Linked DNA regions of Sus scrofa: region 1 is linked to region 2. A link is a contact called in public promoter capture Hi-C data. All regions are on one chromosome and are shown on one strand. The core of a region is the stretch at or near the end of the contact, and the rest is flanking DNA. Distances in the headings are between cores, read along the strand shown. Region 1 holds the start of HYI (putative hydroxypyruvate isomerase). Region 2 holds the start of PTPRF (receptor-type tyrosine-protein phosphatase F).

Evidence for each region. Promoter capture Hi-C pulls out the DNA fragments that hold promoters and counts their contacts.
Region 1: a contact with region 2 is called in a promoter capture Hi-C map of liver, with 8 times the contacts expected there. The contact joins the promoter of HYI here to the promoter of PTPRF in region 2. A contact is called at or near these places in 1 of 5 promoter capture datasets (liver) and 5 of 47 Hi-C or Micro-C datasets (heart right ventricle, liver and skeletal muscle).

What each region holds. Positions count from the first base shown.
Region 1 is chr6:167,804,030-167,810,772 of Sscrofa11.1, forward strand. HYI (putative hydroxypyruvate isomerase) reads left to right here and starts at 5,034. Exons shown (of 8, transcript XM_003128063.4): 1 at 5,034-5,299; 2 at 5,376-5,487; 3 at 6,393-6,507; 4 at 6,688-6,743. The coding sequence starts at 5,101.
Region 2 is chr6:167,742,204-167,749,352 of Sscrofa11.1, forward strand. It overlaps PTPRF (receptor-type tyrosine-protein phosphatase F), which reads right to left and starts at 1,547. Exons shown (of 33, transcript XM_021096855.1): 1 at 1,327-1,547.

The DNA.
Region 1 (6,743 bases), core at 3,784-6,283, 65 kb after region 2:
AAATGACCCCAAAGCTCAGGGGCTCAAAACCACAAATATTTACTATCGAGTAGTTTCCAGGTGGCACCCAGGAATCGGGGGTGTGGCCTAGCTGGATGTCCCCAACGCCAGCCTTGCCTGTGATGAGGCTGCCGTCAATGTGGTGGTTGGAGGTACAGTCATCTTAAGGCTCAACGAGAGTGGACTTGCTTCCAAGCTCACTCACAGGCTGGCCTCCGGTCCTCGCTGGCTGTTGGCAGGGGACGTCAGCCCACGGACACAGGCCTCCCATGGGGCCGCTCACAATAGGGCAGCTGGTTTTCCCCAGAGCTAGTGAGTGAGAGTGAGAGTGGGTACCCAAGACACCAGCCATCGCCTTTTTGCAACCTCATCTCGAAGGTGACATGGCACCATTTTTGCTAGGTTTGATTTGCTAGAAGTGAATTGCTAGGTCCAGCCCATATTCAAGGGGAGGGGGCAGGAAGACCAGGAGGTGGAGATCACTGGGGACCATCGGACAGGCTGCCCGCCACAGGTTCTGAGCAGGTGACGCAGCAACAGACCACTAGCCTGAGCCGTGGCACAGAGAATCTAAAAACTGCTATTGTCTAATAGAAACGAGCTGAGTCTGTAGAACATCCTTGAGGCGCTCAGGATGCTGCGACGATGGTAACATAAACCGTGTTGACAGGTGGTAATAATGCACACAGAACGTTTTACAATTTTGTTCTTAGTAAATACGGAACAGGGGTTCCTGCTGTGGCTCAGTGGTAATGAACCCGCCTAGAGTCCGTGAGGGTGTGGGTTAGGTCCCCGGCTTTGCTCAGTGGGTTAAGGATCCGGCATTGCCGTGAGCTGTGGCGTAGGTCACAGACGCGGCTCGGATCCTGCATTGCTGTGGCTGTGGTGCAGGCCGGCAGCTACAACTCCAATTCGACCCTTAGCCTGGGAGCCTCCATATGCCTTGGGTGTGGCCCTATTAAACACACACACACACATATATATGAAACTGATACAAAAATGATATTTAGAAAATACTTGTAAGATATAAAGAACAGGCATAAGACAAAGCTACATGATCAGCCACCCCCGGAAAAGGGATGGACTGTTACTTCCGAAGTCTCCAGTGCCATCCCCTCCCCGCCCCCTCCAGAGGTCGCTGTCATCCTGAATTTTGCGATCGTTGTCACTTGCTTTTTCTCTTCACAGTTTTACCACAGGTGTTTGTTTTCCTGGGCAAGAGATGGTTTGGCTTTCCCCGCTTTTGCCTGCCTGTAAATGGAATCACACCATGTAGATTTCTCTGGGACTTGCTTCTTTCACTCACGATTATGCTTCTGAGTTGATCCCTTTGATGTGTTCGTGCTGATGTTTTCGATTGGACCCCAACAACACGAAGCTCTTTCTGTGTTACTCTAATCCAAGAGCAAACTCACTTTCATCGTTTGAGCAGCCAGCTTTCTCTTCACTTTTATAAACAACACTATATGGCTCCACCATAACTCATCTGTATATGTACTGATGGGCATTTGAATTCATTCCATATTTGTGCAACATAAATGGGGCTGCTATGACATCACGGAACTTGTTTCCTGGCACACCTGTGCACAAGGTTCTCCAGGAGATAAGCCTGGACAAGGAGTGGCTGGATCAAAGTTCTGCGAATGTTCGGGTTTAAGAGGTCAAGGAGTTCCCACTGTGGCTCAGCAGTAAAAAATCCGACTAGTATCCATGAGGACGCAGGTTCGATCCCTGGCCTCCCGCTCAGTGGGTTAAGGATCTGGTGTTGCTGTGAGCTGTGGTGTAGGTTGCAGGCACCGCTCGGATACCACTTTGCTGTGGCTGTGGTGTAGGCTGACAGCTACAGCTCTGATTCAACCCCTAGCCTGGGAACTTCCATATGGCACACGTGGGGCCCTAAAAAGACAAAAAAAAAAAAAAAAGGTAATGTCAAATTATTTTCTAAAGTGGTTGTAGTGATTTACACTCCTATAAGCAGTGAATAAACGGTCCATTGTTCCAAATCCCTTCCAATATTTGGCATTGTCTGACTTTGAAGTTTTTGCCAATCTGGAAGGTATAAAATGAAATTTCATTGAGGTTTTGATTTGCATTTCACATGAGCCGTAACCTTTTTTACGAAGTTGGCAAGTGCAATCCAGTTCCTGCATGAGGCTCTGCCTCTACATGCACGTTTCAGCCACATCATCCACACACTCATTTAAAAGTCATTGTTACTTTAACCGATCATCATATATCTGTAACACATTTTTTTTTTTAGGGCCTCACCTGCGGCTTATGGAAGTTCCCTGGCTAGGGGTCGAATAGGAACTGCAGCTGCTGGACTACGCCACAGCCACAGCAACGCTGAATCCAAGCCACATCCACAACCTAGGCCGAAGCTTGTGGTAACACTGGATCCCTAACTGCTAAGTGAGGCCAGGGATTGAACCCACATCTTCATGGAGATTAGTCAGGTTCTTGACCGGCTGAGCCGCAACAGGAACTCCTCTGTACAAATTCTTTGATTAAAAGTTAAGTACAAAGCTAGTTTCTGCCGTGGCACAACAGGCTGAGGATCTGGCGTTGCTGCAGCTGTGGCTTGGATTTGATCCCTGGCCCTGGAACTTCCATGCTGCGGGTGTGGCCAAAAAAGAAAAAAAAATTTAATGCAAAGAATCAATATTTGTAATAACAACTTAGTGTAATGCTTATGTTGCAAAGTGGGATAAGGTATAGATAAATGGTGAATACACAAAATAATTCTCATGGGCATGGCCCTTCTCATGTGCACGTGTGAGGGTGGTTGCAAGGGAATTAAGGGGGAAAGTGAGTCGTGTACATCCAGTTGCTATATCAACTCTGCTGCCCTAAAGGGTATACAAGCAAAACAAGAGTGGGTCATTGGAGGCTGGGCAAATTTCGTGCCTACTACAGACCCCAGCAGATGGTGGGCTCCGAAATCCGCATGCTCAGCGATTTATCGTGAAGCGTCAATAAGGAGTTACCTGCCTTCCATGCTGCTCTGCTTTGGCAGCACTGGATTGTAAACATGCTGACGTTGGGACTGATTAAGATGGTACTTAGTGAGGTCACATCCTGATTGGACTGGAACCAAGGAGCACGTCAGCGTTCCAAGCATAAGGGGCAAGAAATCAGGTGATCAGTCATAGCTGGTGGCAGCCTGTGTTTGGAGGCGGAGCCGGAGAAACCGTACCTGCCGGGCACTTGGATGAACTCGGAGATCTGGACGCCAGATGTCGGGGTGGGCCTGATTTGGGACGCAGGCAAGGAGTGGCAGGAAGACAGTGGAGGCCAGGTGCCCCTGAGGCTGCACTTCGAGCTGCCTTCCGTCAAAGCAAGCACAGGAAGCAGGTCCAGCTGACTTCTATGCATGGATTGTCTCAGTGTAAACTTACTTTTTTTTTTTTTTTTGTCTTTTTGTCTTTTCTAGGGCCACATCGAGGCATATGGATGTTCCCAGGCTAAGCGTCTAATGGGAGCTGTAGCCGCCAGCCTGCACCACAGCCACAGCAACGTGGGATCCAAGTTGTGTCTGTGATCTACACCACAGCTCACGGCAACGCTGGATCCTTAACCCACTGAATGAGGCCAGGGATTGAACTCGCAACCTCATGGTTCCTAGCTGGATTCACTAACCACTGCACTGGGCCATGACGGGAACTCCTCAACTTACATTTTTGAGATGCCATCTAGCACAGTCGGCAAGAATTTAAGCATGCTCCTATTTTTTCACCATGTAACACCAATCTGGCATCTGCCCATTCAGTTGGGTTATTGGGGCTGAAATAAATCCATTTGAATGATCTCAAGAAACATTAAGAGGTTACAGACACGTGAACCATGGAAAGTCTAAACACTCCAGCCTTGAGAAGTGCAGGTCTGGGAGCAGCCATGAATTTGGCCAATCCTGGGAACGCTACAACAGTGGTGTCTCAACATGTGATTTCTACAGATAGTACTCCGTTCCCTGGTCTCTGCTCCAGCTTTTCTTTACCACCTGGCTCCTGCTTTTTCAGCTTCAACAGCCACCACCATCTCCTGGCAAACCCACATCTCAACTGACTCTCAGTCTTTCCTTGTTTGAATTCTCTAAACAGGGAATCTGGCCAGATGATCTTTCCAAACTAGGAAGGTAATGGATCTTGGGCCAGTCTATGGATTGGCTACCTTTGACTCAGATGTCCCTCTGTGGTCCAATCAGCTGGGACTAAGAGGGCCCAGCCTGTCCAGAGCCGCTCAGTGCAGAGTCCAGGGGTGGGGGCAGTTTTCCTATTAAAGGACTTTGGACCGGCCAAGTCCTCTGGACATCCCTACAAAAAGAACCTAGGGAGGTGACTCAGAGGTGGGCCAGGGGGCGCATTCAAGTGCTTTTCTAGCCCCCACACAGGTAGAAAACCCGCATGTCCAACGAGAGGGCAGTATGATAGATTCTGGGCTGAGTAGGAGTAGAACAGTGAGCAGCTAATCCAAGGTTTTCAAAGGAAAATGCTCACAAAATAATGAGAACGCAGGCCATAAACCGCATATACAGTACAATCAGGATTTCCTAAGAAAAGACCGCCCGTGTTCAGTTTTTGACTTGTAAGGGAAAGTTGACGGGTGTGTTAGACGTCCCTTTTTCGGACACACGGCTTTCAGTCGTTCCGTAGGGAAAAGACACTCTGCTTATAATAAGGGGAAAGCACTAAGCGTGCGTTAGCATCCACGCTCCTTCACGTTAACCCGGCCTCGGGGCGGCCGACTCGCCCACGCCCCCTTCCCCGCCGCCCTCTCCGGTCTGGAAAAGGTGCACTTTTTTGGCCTGTCCACAGTTTTCGCCACGACAGACGGCTTTTCTCCCCCGGGACGGCCGGCAGCCAGCTCGCGGCGGCTTGCGGGGCCAGCGCGCCCCCGCTCGGCCGGGCCGGGCTCCTCCGCGGCCGCCCCCGCCCCGCCCCTCCGCGACCGCCCCGCCCCACCCCCTCCGTGGCCTCCCGCGCCCCGCCCCGCCCCCTCCGCGGCCGCCCGCGCCCCGCCCTCCGCCCCCTCCCCGGCCCCGCCCGCTATCGCGTTCCGGCCTCACGGACTCTGCCCCGGGCGCGCGCGCTCCCGGCGGCCATGGCTCCGCTGCGCTTCTCGGCTAACGTGTCCTGGCTGTTCCCGGAGCTCGCCAGCCTCTCGGCGCGGCTCCGGGCCGCGGGCAGCTCGGGCTTTCAGGCAGCCGAGATCGGCTGGCCTTACGCGGAGCCACCCGAGGCACTGGCGCGCGCGGCGCGGGAAGCAGGGCTGCAGCTGGTGCTGATCAACACGCCCCCGGGTGCGCCGTGCGGGCCGGGCCGGGGCGGGGCGGGCTGGGGCCCCGAGCCGGGAGCTGAGGCCCGTTCTCCCCGCAGGAGACCGCGAGAAGGGGGAAATGGGGCTGGGGGCCGTTCCCGGGAGGCAGGCGGCCTTTCGAGAGGGGCTGGAGCAGGCCGTGCTGTACGCCAAGGCGCTGGGCTGTCCCAGGTATCCTCCCCTCCCCACCGCCCGCCCCTTCCCCTCGGTGACCCCGGGAAGAGGCTCACGGGCCCGAGCGCACTGGCCCTTCCCCGCCCCCTCAGTCCCAGTCTCGTAAAGTGCCTTTGGCATTTTATCTGTGGCGTCGCTCTCCGTTTACAACTCATTCTTGGCCATCTCTTGCTGGGAGTTCAGTCTGGCCGGGGAGATGCATTTGAGGACGGGTCAGTTCTAGGGGGCTCTGGGAGCCGAGACAGCTGCTTACAGTAGTGAGGCGGCACTGGGTCTCAGAGTGGACACTTGCTCATGGAAGGCGCATTCCAAAGAGGGGCTTGGTGTGTTCAGAGTTGATGAGGCGGATGTGGCCTGTCTGCGTTGAGGTGGCTGAGAAAGATCAGGCAGTGAAGGGAGGAGAGGTGGGGGCTCTAAGTGGGGCTGATCAGATAAATGTCAAACCCTGCAGCCTGCAAGCAGGCTGAGGAGGAACCGACAACGTGGGGTTACTGGGGGGTGGGTTCAGAAAACAGATGGGAAGAAGCTAAGAAACACTGTAAGGAGGAGAGACAATCTGTGGAATTGCTGGAAGGATAAGGGTTCAAGGTAATTTTCAGGTGAGACGAGCCTGTTCACGGGCTTGAGGGAAGGACCACGTCAAAGGAGAGGCTGCCCTTACAGGAGGGGCCAGGTGAGGGCCTGAGGCCCCAGGAGGGAGGATGGGTTGAGTCCCAGTCTCTAGGAAAAGGCTTGGCCTTTGGCGGACAGTGGAGCTGCTGGGGGGCCTGAGCATCACGGCCAAGTGGTCCTGACTCGAGACCTGGGGAGGTGGGAGGCCGGCACGGTTGGAGGGCAGCTGGAAGAGGTGCACTCAGGGAGCCTGGACCCCACAGCCCCCTCCAGTCCCGCTTCCCCCACAGGATTCATCTGATGGCTGGCCGGGTGCCCCAGGGGGCCGATCGAGCAGCAGTCAGGGGTGAAATGGAGACAGTTTTTCTGGAGAACTTGAGGCACGCAGCTGGGGTTCTGGCTCAGGTGAGACAGGGAAAAGTGAAGACACATCCAGACACACGTACGTCATGGATGTCTGTGTGTGGTGGGGGTGCTGTCAGGCACAAGGCTGGGCAGTGGCCCAGGTCAGGGGGACCTGACCGGTGATTGATGGAGGGGGACGGACCTGGGGAGAGCTTCCTCACGGACCCCGCGTGGCGCTAGGAGAACCTCGTGGGACTGCTGGAGCCCATCAACACCCGCGTCACGGACCCCCGGTA
Region 2 (7,149 bases), core at 297-2,796:
CCGTCGGTGGCCCCCTTCCATTTCTCAGCTTAGACAGGTGCCGGGCTGCCACCCCCTAACCTGCTCCAACTCGGGGCCTTGCACTGGGGAGGGGGTGCTGAAAAGGGGAGGAAAGCTCGCCCCTCCCCCACCCTGGGGTGGCAGAACCAGAGGGGCAGCATTCCAGAGAGCCCGGGGGGAGGAGGCCGCGGAGAGGCGGCGGAGACTCCAGCCCGCAGGAGACAGAGACACCAAGAGACCCGTGAGAGACACGACAGAGACCCAGGAAGCGAGACGCCCGGATGGGGGAGGGAGCACAGGGAGACCTGGGAAGAGAGAACAGAGACCCGGGGAAAGAACACAGAGACCCGGGGAAAGAACACAGAGACCCGCGGAGGGCGGTGCAGACCGCTGAGACCCCGGCTTCAGGCGGAGGGGGCGGCTGGGAGGCTGTGACACCGGGAGACAGAGATACAGAGATGCTGAAGGGCACAGAGAGGGGGCGAGACCGAGGGGAACGGAGAAAGACGCCCAGACGGGCGCATGGGCACAGCGATGAGGACTGGGGCACGCCAGCTCGGGACGGGACGCGGGGCGGCGACTGAGTGAACTTTCCCGAGCGGGTCCGAGTGGACAAGTCCTCACGGGACAGGTCGCTCCAGGGCCTTGGGGTCGTTGCACCCGGGTAGGGGCAGGTACGGCCCGGCCCGGCCCCTCCCAGCTCGCGCCGGCGACCGAGCGGGGACGAGGGGGGCTTCCAAACTCGCGCCGCGCACACCCCGGGACCACACGTGCGCCCGGGCCGCGAGCGAGACGGGGGCGCGGCGGCTGCGGATCCCCCGCCGGCTGGGAGGGGGCGCCTGTGCGGCGGGGGTGGGGGCGCGGCCTGGACCCGCCCGGAGCTGGGGTGGCGGTGGGAGGTTGAGGGCCGCCCCCGGAGCGCGTCCGCGCCGGCGGAGGGGGGAGACGAGGCGGGACCGAGGAGGGGGAGCACCGACGCAAAAGGGAAACTTTGCGTTGGGGGGGCGCGGGCTGCGGCTCAGGTGCGGCGGGAGGGAGGGGGAGAGGGGGAGGAAGGGGCAGGCGGCGGGGGGCGGCGGGGAGCTCGCCAGCCGGTAGCGGGGTGGGGGACACGTCTGCCGCGGGGGGCACGCGGGGAGGAGCCGCCGGGCTGGGGCGGGGGGTGCTCAGCCGAGGCGGCGGGCGCGGCAGGTGGGGGCGCGGCCCGGCCTCAGCGGCGCCCCCAGTCCCCCGGGACCGCCCCCAGCTCGGATCCGCCGAGGGTGAGGAGAGAGGGGAAGGGACAGATGCGGAGGGGGCCGGAGGGGGGGCCCGGGGGTCACTCACCGCCTATCCAGGGGCCGTCGGTCCGCATGTCCCCCCCAAGCCGCTGGGGCCGCTGCTCCCGCTCCTCTTCTGTCGCCGCCGCCGCTACCGGATCCCACTCCCGCCACCGCCACCCGAGCTGGAGCCGGAGCCCGAGCAGGAGCCGGAGCTGGAGCCGCCGCCTCTGCCGCTGCCGCCGCCGCCGCCGCCGCCACCGCTCCCGACGCTCCCGCGCCAGCTCCAGCCGCGCGCCCGCGCCCGCGCCCCTGCCCCTGCCGTGCGCGTCCCCGGCGCCGCCCCTCCCCTCGTGCACTCTCGCTCGTAGAGCCGCGGAGCCGCGTAGGCCCGAAGAGGCCGCAACTCAACCCGGCGTATAAACCCACCCGGCCTCCAGTATTGAACCGGAACCCCAGTAATGAGCAGGGACGGACCCAAACGCCCGCATGAAGTCCAGATCCTATTAGTGGCTCCCGATCCAAATAGGAACCTGACACTACTCTAGGACCCGACTTCCTCCCATTCAGATCTGAACATGATATTGAGTCCAGACGCCCCCCCCCGCAACAGTAAGTTCAAACCCCCTAAATCTGACCCGAAATGGGCTCAAGTAGTCATTTTAATCTGAACCCCTATATTGACCTCAAACACCAACTCTGACTCTAAACCCCTGTATCACCCCAGCACCAACCCTGGTTCTTCAAATGGACACTGGTACCAATGCTGAACCCCGATCCCTGTATGAACCCTAAACTCCAATGGCTCCCTTGCTGTGGACCCCAACACTCTTATCTGAACCCAAAGGCTTACCTGAAACTAATACTGCACTCTCAACCCCAGGTCAACACCAGCACACTTTCTGAACTGGGATTAGGTCACCAGAAAAGGACCCTAGGGAGTTCCCAACGTGGCTCAGTGGTGAACGAATCCGACTAGGAACCATGAGGTTGCGGGTTCGATCCCTGCCCTTGCTCAGTGGGTTAAGGATCCGGCGTTGCCGTCAGCTGTGGTGTAGGTTGCAGACGCGGCTCAGATCCCACATTGCTGTGGCTCTGGCGTAGGCTGGCAGCTGCAGCTCCGATTAGACCCCTAGCCTGGGAGCCTCCATATGCCAAGGGAGCGGCCGTAAAAAAGGCCAAAAAAAAAGAAAAGAAAAGAAAAGGACCCTAATACAAATACTGACCTCAAACTTTATCCATTTGGGGGACCATTTAAAACCCTAACTTGACCCACCTTTAAAGGTCATTTTGGGGAGTTCTCATTGTGGCTCAGAGGGTTAAGAACCGGACTAGTATCCATGGGGATATGGGTTCGATCCCTGCCCTTGCTCAGTGGGTTAAGGATCCAGCGCTGCCACTAGGTGCGGTGTAGTTCCCAGACCTGGCTCCGATCTGGCGTTGCTATTGCTGTGGTTGTGGTATAGGCCGGCAGCTGAAGCTCCCATTCGATCCCTAGTCTGGAAACTTCCATATACCGCAGGTGTGGCCCTAAACACACACACACACACAGAATAAATAAAGGTAATTTTGGAACCCAGGACTTGTGACACTGGCTTTGCAGAAACTGCACACAAGTCCACTTCATCCCCATACTGACTCTCCACCTCTCTGACCTGATGTCAACCCCAGCACCCCAATATTTACACCAATTCCAACTGTGAAATCTGAATCGCATCCTGAACTGGCCCCTGAGTTCAGGACTTGATCATGTCCCACAAGCCTGATATAAATGTCGGGATGGAATTTCTGACCCCTCGTATCAAACTCAAGGGCTGACCCTATCAATGTCTGGGCTAAATCACTGACTTACCTGAAGATTTATTCCAAAGAACGTGGCGAGCTCCAAACCAAGGTCTGGGCTCCAAAGCCCCAGACCTACCCTCCCAGTCCATGCCACATCAACCCTCTCCTGCCTGCTCTTTTCATGAAAGATGGGGAGCCTACCCCTACTGCCCTAGGTCAGGTGACAGGGGTTCTCTCATCTTCTATGGGGTCTCTGGGATACCCAGGTGAGTCTGGGGATTAGGTGAGAGATAAACAAAGACTGGGGATTATCGAGGCACCTGAATTCAGGCATCACAGTGTAATGGGAAGGGCAGGGGTAGAAGAGGGGTCTAGGGCTCTGGGTTGAGGGGGTCAAGTTCTGGTTAGGCCCCAGTTCACTGCCCGCTTTTGCCTTGGACTTGGATTTAGAAGTGATCCGTGTGCGCCCCCTGGTGTGTGAGAAGGGGATGGGAATGGCTCCAGTGATTCTGGGCAAACAATTAAATCTAGATTCCTGATGACAAATGGATCAAAAATGCATATTCCCCAGTCAGTGGCTTTTTTTAGTCCATTGGTAATTTGGGTGTACTTTGGAGAAGGTATAGCCTCTTTAGACATTTGGGCCTGTTTTTGAGAATTGGGGGTAGGTTTAGATTTGGGGTGGGGGCGGTCCTTCTAAATTGAAAAACGTATACTTTTTGGCCAATGATGCCTGCTCATTGTTGCCTTATGGAGACAGTTCTTCCCCTTGGCTTCGATGGCCTGCATGCTCCTCACTGACTGCTGTTTCTCAGTCTCGCTTATAGCATCTCCTGCTTCTCCTGGGGTCTGTCCCAGGCCTTCTCTCCCCCTCTCTGCCTCGTGCCCCCTGACCACCTCCACCAGCAAGAACCAAATACGGATGACTTCCAAACACCTGTCTCTGGTCTGGGCCTCTTCTGAGCTGAGGCTCCATATCTCTAAGAGCTTTTCTCTAGACCACGGACTGGATACGCCACAGGTGAACCGAAATCACTCTCGCCCGCCCCAGATCTGCTGGCCTCCAGATGGGCTGTCTCTGCCTCAGGCCGTGTCACCTCATTCACTCAGTCACTGGGCCAGAAACAGGGCACCTTCCTTCCCGCACACTCATCAGTGCAACCTGCAAACCTTGAAAAACAGAAGGAGACTAGGAATCACCCCAGAGGGAGGTAGGAGTCGGGGAGGGGAGAGAGAGAGGAGGGGAGGGGAGGAGATGGGACAGAGACAGAGCTTCTGACTTTTGGGTTTCGGTTCCCACGAAACCAAGTTGGTCATAAAGTCTCTCACACAGAGTCATAAAAAACACCCCTTAAGACTTGCTCTGGACGTTCCTGCTGCGGTGCAACCGGATTGGTGGTGTCTCTGCAGTGCCAGGATGCAGGTTCGATCCCCAGCCCCACATAGTAGGTTAAAAGATTCAGCATTGCTGCAGCTGTGGCATGGCTTCCATCTGCAGCTTAGATCTGATCCCTGGCCTGGCTCGGGAACTCCACAGGCCATGGGGTCGCCGGAAAGAAAAGAAAGAAAGAAAGACAGACAGACAGAAAGGTATATGTTGGGTGGGTTCAGTATCTTGGAACCAATAGTACCTGTTTATTTATTTTTTTGGCTGCACCCACGGCATGCAGAAGTTCCCGGACCAGGCATCAAACCCGTGCCGTAACAGTGACCCAAGCCACAGCAGTGATGATGCCGGATCCTTTAACCACTAGGCCACCATGGAACTCCCCAGTGGTACCTGTTCAGAACTATCACTTCTTCCAGGGAGCCACCCCTAACCCCTGGTGGAGTTGGGGGCCTGCCTGCCCAAACTCTAAGCACTGGGTATCCCCACCATTAGTGTCTGCGTCTGTCCCCCACCCTACAGGTTTGTGGGTTCCTGAAGGGCAGAGCAGGAGGGTGGAGCCTGCCTTGCTCACTGCCATATCCCAGTGGCCAGCACAGGGGCCGGACGCGCAAAAGGTGCTCAATACACATTTGTTGAAGGATTAAAAAGGCGGATTTCTCCCTTCTGTGCTCAGGGACCATCAGACGTAAGTGACCAGCTGGGAAATTCTCCCTGACCAAGCCTCAGCACTCATGCCCACCTGGGGCGTCTGTGGGCCTGGAATGCCCCAAAGAAGGGCTGTGTGCCTGCAGCCTGGGCCTCGGTGGTCTGCAGCTCTGGCAGCCTAGTTCCCTCAGCCCAGCACTGCCTGGCCTGTGAACCCCAAACTTGGAAGGCCCCGGGGTCCGCGGCCTTACACTCCCGTGGTTGAAGTCGGCAGATCTACTCTGCTGTGCCAGCCAGGCTCTTGTTCAACACCCCCAGGGACACAGGGTTCTCAGCACCTCGGACCATTGGTCTCTAGCCCCCACTCGCCTTCCGGTACCACATGTGGTCAAGCGTTTGGCAAGGCGAGGCGAGGCGGGGGATTGGCTGCAAGCAATTGGCTGCTTAGCACCTGGGACTGGACACAAGGTCAAGGTTAAGCAACCAGAGGTCCAGGCCCTGGGGCCGCACAGACCAGAGCCTCAGGTGGCCGGGCCTGTGAGCCGTGGAAGGAGAGGCGCCAAGGCTCTGTCCAGACGGCCAAACTCGGAGCCCGAGGTCCATGTGGACTTGACCGCAGCCCTGCCCCGGGGCCTGGCAGGGAGGGATGTCCTTGTGCTCGTCTGTGAAGGGCACACGCGGCCACGTGGCAGGCCTGTGTCTGCCGCGCTCCAGCCCCGGGGGCCAGGGTGAGGGCAGAGCCAGATGTTCACCCTTTGTCCAGGTCCTGGCCCACTGGACGCTCTGCTCCAACGTATGACGTAAATATGGCTCTTAGTCATCACGTCTTCGTTGGTCGAAATCAAATGAGTCCCTCCCTCCAGATCCGTGAGATTCTGCCGCACTCGCGCTCTCCTCCGCCTCCCTCCAGCGGTCCGAGAACGCCAGGGGCTTGCACGGCCCCGACGGCACTCAGTGTGTGCCCCTCTCTGCAGGCAAAGGCGGAGGTCTATTTCAGGCCGGAGGTAGCTGTCACAGGCCTGGGGCTTCCGCTATTTCCCCCCACCAGCTGGGTCCCTCCTCCATCCCCGGCTCTTTAAGGGGGCCTCTCAAACTAAGACTAGGGGGCCCTTAGGCTTTTCAGTCATGCAGAGCCATTCTCCTTGGCGGGGGTGGCGGGGTGGGGTGGGGTGGGAGACCTGCCAGGGTGGGGTGGGAAGGCCGTTCTCTGGCCTCTCTGCCACGCTGGAGAATCGACTCCCTAAGACGCCGTGGTCTTCTCCCTCTGAGCCCATCAGAAAGGACTCAGGGGTTCCCGTTGTGGCGCAGCAGAAGTGAATCCAGCGAGTATCCATGAGGATGTGGGTTCCATCCCTGGCCTCGCCCCGTGGCTTAAGGATCTGGTGTTGCCGTGAGCTGTGGTATAGACGGCAGACGAGGCTCGGATCCCGCGTGGCTGTGGCAAAAGAGAAAGAACTCAGACGCCAGCACAGCAAAACACTCATTTTACCTCCTCAGGTGGTGGAGCAGGTAGAAAAAGGCCCAGGCCCTGGAAGGCCAAAGCCTGGCTAACATCTTTCAGGCCTTGCTGGGGAGTCCCCATGGGGGTGGGGGGGGCAGGGGGGTTGAGTGAGACAGGAGTTCGTTTCTCAATAGAAGCTCTGCTGCTGAGCAGGCCCCGTCCCCACTACCAGGTCCATAAACCCCCTCCTCTCGCTCTGCCCTCTCTCCTGGCTGCTCTTTGCTGGATCACTCCCACGGACTCCCAGTCCTGCTCGATTCTCTCCCGTCCTAAAAAGTCCCCTCCCTCGGCCTCAGCGGCCGGTCCAGAGTGAGAGACACGGAGCATCTCTGCGTCCCCCTGCCCCGCAAACCCGAGGGCTGTTTACACAAGAAGCCGGGCTCCTGGGCACGCTCTGCCCCCAGCACGCCGACGACAGTGCTCTTGGCATGATGACGCTTCCTGTCCCCTTTGCCCAGTCCCGTGGCCATGCCTGTTTGCTGCTTCGTGGACCTCTCGGTGGCCCGTGCTTCTTCCTGCCCTTCGCCTGGGTCTTCCGTGCACACGGACCAGCCTCTGACCTCCCTGTC